3 separate regions of the Mus musculus genome follow, and regions 1 and 3 are each linked to region 2. A link is a contact called in public HiChIP or PLAC-seq data. All regions are on one chromosome and are shown on one strand. The core of a region is the stretch at or near the end of the contact, and the rest is flanking DNA. Distances in the headings are between cores, read along the strand shown. Region 1 has its middle 25 kb from the start of Emid1. Region 2 holds the start of Mrps24 (mitochondrial ribosomal protein S24). Region 3 holds the start of Gas2l1 (growth arrest-specific 2 like 1).

Region 1 (2,700 bases), core at 152-2,651, 530 kb after region 2:
TGCTGCTACAGAGTCACACATACTCCTGTAGGCAAGCCTTCACTCATGCTCTGGTCATGTGTGAGCCTTGATGAAACCAAACTCTAGTTTGATATTGCGTTCTTAGAAGAGGGAGGGAGGGAGGAAAGGAAAGGAGGGAGGGAGGGAGGAAGGGATTTACATCTCCCCAGGGAAGAAATTCTCATTGTTCCAACCACAACACAAAGTAGCAGACAGTGAGTGCCCCAGCAAGGGACAGAGGGATGCTCGCTAACCCTGAGACCAGCCAGGCAGGAACCTAGCTTTACAAGAAAAAAAGGGGACTGGCCGGGGCGTGGTGGCGCACGCCTTTAATCCCAGCACTCGGAGGCAGAGGCAGCCGGATTTCTGAGTTCCAGGACAGCCAGGGCTATACAGAGAAACCCTGTCTAGATAAAAAAGAAAAAAAAAAAAAAAAAGAGGGAACTGGGAAGTGGGGGCAGGGGGGGATGCAAACCTATGGACCGGGAGCTCTTAGGGAGCGAGGACTTGGGGCTGCAGCTCATAGGGCTGGCCGTCCCAGGTATATGGCGTTTGCAGGGTCCTGTGCTCCTGATTTGGCTCTGGCTGTTGGCCTCCTGAGAGTCTTCATTATTTTTCCAAGAAGAGACTCTATATTTTCATTTTGCACTGTGGTGCCCACAAATTATAGTCAGTCCTGAGTCCAGAGACTCTGCTGCTGAGGCTAAACACTTTGCCCATCTATGTCTAGCACATACTACATAGATATTTGTGTGCACACCAAACATGTGTATACCCACCATACGTGCATATAGTCCCCGGTACCAGCATACCCTTTCAGACTTCTCCCTCCAAGACCTTTTTAATGATTTATTTATTTACTTCTTTGTGCACTGGTGTTTTGCCTGTATGTATATCTGTTTGAGGGTGTCAGATCCCCTGGAACTGGAGTTATAGGCAGTTGTGAGCTGCCCTGTAAGTGCTGGGAACTGAACCTGGGTCCTCTGGAAGAGCAGCCAGTGCTCTTAACCATCTCCCAGCTCCTACATGGTTCATTTTACCTATAAATATTTACTGAACATCATATGACTGATATGATAGGATATATGATAGTGTTGATGGCAAGGAATACTGGGACAGACAATGGCCTCTGCTTTGTGGAGCCTGAGGCCATGTACCCTGGCCAGGCTGGCCTTCTGGAAGTTACCTGTCTCCTTGTACCAGCTGTAGGCCACTGAGCGCGGAGGACTCCCGCCTGACCTGGCACCTAGCTCAGTTCACCAGAAGCCTACCCAGGGCGTTGGCCATTGGCTCGGTTGGGAATATTCTAGAGGATCCAGTGAGTCTTAGGCGACACAGAAGTTATAGACGCCCATCCTTTCTCAGCCGTGATGAGATGAACCTTTCAGAGATCAAGAGACCACGATCAAAGGGTTTTTATGTCAGTCTTTCCTTCCTGCCTCAGGCTGTGGTAAGCGGCTGTGATGCGCACATCCTGCTTCCTGCCTCTGCTGGCAGCCAGAATCTCTTCTTTAGGGTTGTTTTTTTTTTTTTAAACCACACTAGAGATCATGCCAGGGCCAAGGCAAGAGCTCTACCCTAGCACGTGTTTGTTTGTTTGTTTGTTTGTTTGTGAGGTAGCCTCAAACTCTCCACCTTCTATCTCAGCCTCCAGTATGCTGTGCTTAGAAGTCTGCACACTCAGAGACTCAGAGACTCTGCAGCGCTCAGCCTGAGCCTGGGGCCTTGGGGTGCTCTACCATCGAAGAGTCCCAGGCCTATTCCAGTGTAAACTCACGGGCCTCCAGCCTCAGTGGAATTTCCTAGTGGAATTGCTGTCTTTGTCACCAGTTTGACTCAGCAGCCAGATTTTAAGCCCCGGCCATTGAAAACTCTGCAGTAACGTACCTCAGCTGGTCTTAGGCACTGCCCAGAAAGTATGGCCGACAAAACAGCCCAGCTGTTTGAACAAAAGAAGCTGGTGACATCAGAGTGCCAGGTGGAGCTGCCTTCTCCTCAGACTGAAAGCATGTTCTCATGACGGCCTGTCACAGCTACCCCCTCACTTGAGGCAGGACTGAGTTATGCCCTTCTGGTCTCGGGGACCTGTGAGGTGAATTCTGCTCTGTTTCTCAACAAAACAGCATACAAGTCTACAGAATCGACTCAGTGGGTGTGTGCCTAGGTCCACACAGCATGAGGACCCGAGTTCAGATCTCCAGCATCCAGGTTAAAAAGCCAGGTGTGGTGGCGTGTACCTGCAGTCTAAGTGCTGGGACAACACTGGCCAGCCAGCTTAGCCAAATCAGTACCTCTGAGTTCAGTGAGAGACCCTGCTCAAAAACTAAGGTGCAGAGTGGGTAAGGGAGACACTTGACTTCAACCACTGGCCTACACAGACAGACAGACAGACAGGCAGAGACAGACACACAGACATACAGAGACAGAAAGAGATAGACAGATACACACAGACAGACACACAGATACACAATATACACAGACACACGACAGACACATAGAGAGTAAGTCAGAAAGACAGACACATACAGAAACATAGACACACAAGACACACACAGACACACAGAGACAGAGACAGAAAGACAGACAGATATACAGACAGACAGACAGACAGACAGACAGACACACAAACCACAACAAGAAACCACAAAAACCCAGAAAGTATGGGTTTCTGAACACAGTGACAGGTGGCTGGAGGGCTCC
Region 2 (2,700 bases), core at 45-2,544:
ACTGACATTAGAGTGTAAGTGTCCACTCCCATGGATGCTTTGAAGGAGTTCCCAGCCAGGTGTGGTGGCACACCCCTCATCCCAGCACTTCAGAGGCAGAAAAGGTGGATCTTTGTGACTTTGAGGCCAGCCTGGTCTATAAATTGAGTCCAGAATTTGTTACACAGAGAGCCCTTGTCTCAAAAACAAAAACAAACAAAACAAAACAGTCCCCCAAAACAAAAAACCAAAGCAAAACAAAAAATCCCTTCATTCAATATTTTGTTATAATGAGAGTCAGACTCTAGAGTCCATGTGCTTTCTTTAGTAGAGTGAGTTCTTCACGATTCTATTCCCCCCTTGCCATTAATAATTACTCAATAATAATTACAACGACATTGCTCTAGCCTCATAAATTTCCTTGCCATTTAAAATTTTCTTCCTTGGGTGGCTCCACCGCAGAAATAGACCCTCAACACACTGCCTCTTTACTTTAAATGATTAGGAGCCAACCCAGCAACCCCTTTTCTGGGATCTGCTCAGCATGAAGGCAAATGACTATTCCCAGCCCAAAGGAGGCTGACGCTGTCATATTGGATATTCCTGGAGAGTACGCGGTCTCAGGTAGGAGCACAAGCACGGAACAGCGGGGCCTGAGGGCCGGCGCGTTTTCTCTTCAATTCTCTAGAGGACATTGAAGCTGTTTCTACCACCTCTCTATGAGGATAAAAACTTCATGGCTTTTGTTTGTTTGTTCTGTTTTGCCAGAACGGGTTTCTCTCTGTAACTCAGACTCTCCAGGAACTCGCTTTGTAGACCGGACTAGGCTGGAATTCAGAGACCCACCTGCCTCGGCCACCCGAGTGCGGGGATTAAAGGCGTGCGCCACCATGTCCAGCTACACCTCAGTTTTGTTTTTTTTTTTTTTTTTTTTTTTTTTTTTTAAAGATTTATTTATTTATTATATGTAAGTACATTGTAGCTGTCTTCAGACACTCCAGAAGAGGGAGTCAGATCTCGTTAGGGATGGTTGTGAGCCACCATGTGGTTGCTGGGATTTGAACTCTGGACCTTCGGAAGAGCAGTCGGGTGCTCTAACCCACTGAGCCATCTCACCAGCCCCACACCTCAGTTTTATATCACCAAATTTTCGCATTTAAAACCCAACACCAGGTCCGACCAAGGACTAGCTGACAGTATCAGGAAAATTGCAGGACGTCCCACACTCCGACCCACGCCACGCCCTCTCCCTCGCCACGCCCCGCCCCCGCCCGTGTTCCCGTTAGTTCCTGCTCTGAGGCCCCGCCTTCCTGCGGCTGCGCACTGACGCGTCCCGGGTCGCGCCGGCCCAAGATGGCGTGGTCCGCGTCGGTGCGCGGGCTAGGGCAGCGGGTGAGTGGGCCGCGGGCGGGAGGGCTGGGGCGCCATCCGGTGTCCGCTCACTCCCCGCCTCTCCGCAGGTGCTGGCCTGCAGCCGGGAGCTGCCTGGCGCCTGGCGCACCCTGCACACCTCCGCGGTCTGCGCCAAGGTGAGTGCGGCGGCCGGGTCTGGGGGCCGCGAGGGCGGCTGGGCTGGGTCTCCCCGTGACCGCACCTTCGCTCCTAGAATCGGGCGGCGCGAGTCCGCGTGGCCAAGGGGAACAAGCCGGTGAGCTACGAGGAGGCGCACGCCCCGCACTACATCGCACACCGAAAGGGCTGGCTGTCGCTGCACACAGGTGAGGGCGCCTGGGAAGGACTGCCACCCTGGTGGCACGGGTCACTCTTGAACGTACTCTTCAAGGCAAAGAGCCGAACTTTTGGGTGGGAGGCCGGGCGTGACGGCGAACGCGCTCGGGAGGCCGATCTTGAGTTTAAGGCCAGGTAAGGTTACTTACTGAGACCCTGTCACATTTAGTTAGGGGACTGGAAAGATTGCTAAATGCTGTGCCGCTCTAGCATGAGGGTGCAGCCTAGCTCCTAAATGAGCACTTGGTGCCACAGCTCAAGGGGTGTGAGGGTGAAGGAGATATTTGGTTCTTGGGGGTCACTGGCCAGCCAGTCTTGGAAGAGCAGCTGTTTTGCTAGAAAATAAACGAGCAGCAAATAGTGATAGAGGAAAAACATTGGCTGTTAACCCCTGGTCTTCTCCATGCGTCTGTCAAGGGAGCAAGCCTGCACACACACTGTACATGTTACCGACAACAGAACATATGAGTGATGGGCATATTAGGATGGTGAAAGAAAGGAATTCTTGCATATTGAAAGGAATTTGAATATTTCTTGCTAAAGTCTCATTTGAGCCTCCATAGAACAGTATTTGCATGCTTACAAACAAGGTTTGACAGTGCTTTTTTGGCAAGCCATAATTTACAGATGTGTAATAGCCCGGAGGCGATGCGGTAGTGAAGTCTACATAGGATCCTAGACCTGGAAGAGTGTGCCCTATGTAATGCGGTGTTCACCCAAGTACAAAACTGCAGGAATGTGCTACAGTCTTCATGGCTCACAGAACCCGTATTTTTAGGCTTTTTTTTTCTCCCCCTACTTCCTATTTTGTATTTTTCTTGTTCATTTCCATTTCAGTATGCATGTTGTGTGTGTATATGTATGGATGTGTTCAGTTTGTCTGAGTCAGCCCTCTCCTACCATATGGGGCCCCAGGGATCAAGCAAGCACCCTTGCCTGCTGAACCATCTTTAAGAGAGTGTGGCAGTGTACCTCAGGCTGCGCTGGAACTCT
Region 3 (2,700 bases), core at 22-2,521, 640 kb after region 2:
CCTAAACCACTTGCCTCCCTCAGAGGCTTCCCTGACCCTGACCCTGACGCTGCAACAACAGCAGTTACAGGAGCCCTTATGGCTGCTACGTCAGCCTCTCCTAAATTCCTCCTTAGAGAGAGGCCTGGGATCCCAACAGAGAGAGCACACCATGAGTTCAAAGCCAGCTCAGGCTACATAGCAGAACTCTGTAAAAGTAATGACATGGTGGAACATTCCTTTAATCCCAGCACTCAGGCGGCAGAGACAGGCAGATCTCTATGACTTTTGAGGCCAGCCTGGTCTATATAGGGAGTTCCAGGCCAGCCTGGTCTACATAGTGAGATCCTGCCTCAAAACCACAACAAACTCCAACAATAATAATTTAATAATAATTAACAAATAAACCGGGGGCTGGGGAGATGGCTCAGTGGTTAAGAGCACCAACTGCTCTTCCGAAGATCCGGAGTTCAAATCCCAGCAACCACATGGTGGCTCACAACCATCCGTAACAAAATCTGATGCCCTCTTCTGGAGTATCTGAGGACAGCTACAGTGAACTTACATATAATAAATAAATCTTTAAAAAAAAACAAACAAATAAACCTCTCTTCCATGACCTTTGAAAAGCATGGTCCACAAGGCCCTAATGTTTCACCACTTCAGCCTTGCAAACCTACCCATTTTTCTTTCCTTCTTCCTTCCTTTCCTTTTTTTGAGATAGGCTTCCTCAGTGTGAAAAACTTTCCCTCTAGATGACTCTCAGCTTCCTCCGTCGCCTCCTTCCTTGATCTGAGTTAAAATTAAGTCCACACACCCCCACAAGATTTCCAGTCTCTCTCCAGCATCTCACTCCTCTCTCGGGCGACAGTAGGGGGCAGGATTCCCTAGATCTTCCAGGTTCCTCCTAAGGCGTGTAGTTGCCCCTGCCACACCCCCTCTTTTAACCTAACCCGCAGCCACCTTCCGATCCCTGAGCCTCATCGTCCTTGTACCTTAAGCTATCCCTGGGCCGTCCTGCAGGAAGAGCACCCAGTTATCTGACTTGCAGAGGTCCACCCGGGACGGAGGTGACTCTGCAGTCCCCGGCCCCTATCGCTTCCGGGGAGGCCACTGTCACGGGGGAAGGACAGCTGAAAGGATCTGAACCCCGCCTAGGAAGACCCAGACCCGGAGTTAAAGGGGGGGTGAGGTGGGGGTGATGCCTTAGGGCCTAAGGCCCGAGAAAGGCACGGCCCCTTTAAGAGCGCAGCTCCGCCCCTTCCTGGCCGGATCCAAATTCCAGGGGGGCGGGGCAGAGCGGACGCCTGGAAGCAGCGATCTCGGGCGACGCCTGTGTGCGGCGGCGCGGCCCGGCTCCGGCCCCGCCGGGGCGATGCTCCCCGGGGCGGCGGGGTGAGCCAGGTGAGCGCGGGGACCCCCAGGAGCCCTAGCCAGAGTGCCTGGAGGTGGGCCGGGCGGTGCGGGCTCTCTGCTTCCCAGGGCTGTGTGACCCTGACTGGGCACTCACCCTCTCTGGACCAGGCCTCGAGCACTGCGGAGGCTCGCGGGGGCCGTTCGGAGTCCCGGCCTTTCAGGCACCAGCTCGGGCGGCTTTTCGCAGCAGGAATCCGGCCTGCCTGGGTGACCCGATTCCTCCACCCACTGCTCTGCGACCTTCGGCGAATGCCTGCCCTTACTGCGCCTCAGTTTCCTCATCTGTAGAATGGAGACGCGGTCGCCGCTCAGCCTGTGGCGCGGCCCTTAGCGGAGAGGAGAAGGGAAAGGCGGGACTTCGTGCAGGTTATGGGCTGAGCAATGGAAACAGTCTCTCCGTGGTTCTGGGCGAGGCTCCTCTCCTGTCCCTCCCTACCCACATGTCTTCATGTTTTTAAATGGCATTTCTTCCTCGTGGGTGCCAACTTGTCCCCAGCCACCCTCTCCCGACCAGCCAGACAGCAAACATAAACACTACAATGGTGTAAATGTTACTGAGTCCCTTAAAGCAGGTCATGGCACCGTGAGAACAATGTGGTGCTACGTTTGCTTGTTCACAGCTTGCTCTTAAACTTAGCGTCTCCCCTGAGTGGCGGGCTGGTAGAGGTGGACCATTCTGAACCCTTTCGAGTCTTCACAGCAATCCTGACCTATGTCCCCACAGTGACTCCACTGGCTCTGGGCATGGCGAACCCAGTGGCGGGCATCGCAGGCTCTGCCGCCAAGAGTGTGCGACCCTTCCGATCCAGTGAGGCCTATGTGGAAGCCATGAAGGAAGACCTGGCCGATTGGCTCAATGCTTTGTACAGTCTAGGTCTCCCCGGCAGTGGCGATGGCTTCCTCACGGGGCTGGCCACAGGCACAACCCTGTGCCAACATGCCAACGCTGTCACCGAGGCTGCCCGGGCTCTGGCTGCTGCCCGTCCAACCCGAGGTGTGGCCTTCCAGGCACACAGTGTGGCGCCTGGCTCCTTCATGGCCCGAGACAACGTGGCCTCTTTCATCGGCTGGTGCCGGGCTGAGCTGGGCGTGCCTGAAGTGCTCATGTTTGAGACAGAGGACCTGGTGCTACGCAAGAACGAGAAGAGTGTGGTGCTCTGCCTGCTGGAGGTCGCCCGGCGTGGGGCGCGCCTTGGCCTGCTTGCCCCGAGGCTGGTACAGTTCGAGCAGGAGATCGAGCGGGAGCTTCGAGCTACCCCTCAGGTTTCCAGCGTCCCTGCTGCTGAAGAGGATGTCACTGAAATT

What was found. HiChIP or PLAC-seq counts read pairs in DNA pulled down with a chosen protein or histone mark.
Region 1: a contact with region 2 is called in an H3K4me3 HiChIP or PLAC-seq map of bone marrow-derived macrophages, with 16 times the contacts expected there. The contact joins the enhancer-like site here to the promoter of Mrps24 in region 2. A contact is called at or near these places in 4 of 39 promoter capture datasets (embryonic stem cells, hippocampal neurons and liver), 2 of 484 Hi-C or Micro-C datasets (embryonic fibroblasts and embryonic stem cells), 11 of 115 datasets of contacts at active chromatin or transcription factors (bone marrow-derived macrophages, double positive thymocytes, embryonic stem cells and 5 more) and 2 of 9 other capture datasets (adipose tissue and embryonic stem cells).
Region 3: an H3K27ac HiChIP or PLAC-seq map of extraembryonic endoderm stem cells shows a contact between it and region 2, with 4 times the contacts expected there. The contact joins the promoter of Gas2l1 here to the promoter of Mrps24 in region 2. A contact is called at or near these places in 2 of 39 promoter capture datasets (the 3T3-L1 cell line and pre-B cells), 5 of 115 datasets of contacts at active chromatin or transcription factors (astrocytes, embryonic forebrain, embryonic stem cells and 2 more) and 1 of 9 other capture datasets (adipose tissue).

What each region holds. Positions count from the first base shown.
Region 1 is chr11:5,176,067-5,178,766 of GRCm38.p6, reverse strand. No RefSeq gene overlaps it. Among named protein-coding and RNA genes, the nearest start is that of Emid1, 25 kb to the right of the region's middle. Within about 2 kb of position 1,401, at least 89 of the 459 cell types and tissues checked have an H3K27ac peak or open chromatin away from gene starts, as enhancers often do. A contact at or near this core is called in bone marrow-derived macrophages, double positive thymocytes, memory CD8 T cells and 2 more, where this site is marked.
Region 2 is chr11:5,706,295-5,708,994 of GRCm38.p6, reverse strand. Mrps24 (mitochondrial ribosomal protein S24) reads left to right here and starts at 1,294. Exons shown (of 4, transcript NM_026080.3): 1 at 1,294-1,371; 2 at 1,440-1,508; 3 at 1,586-1,697. The coding sequence starts at 1,333.
Region 3 is chr11:5,063,898-5,066,597 of GRCm38.p6, reverse strand. Gas2l1 (growth arrest-specific 2 like 1) reads left to right here and starts at 1,271. Exons shown (of 7, transcript NM_144560.3): 1 at 1,271-1,383; 2 at 1,504-1,761; 3 at 2,120-2,700. The coding sequence starts at 2,140.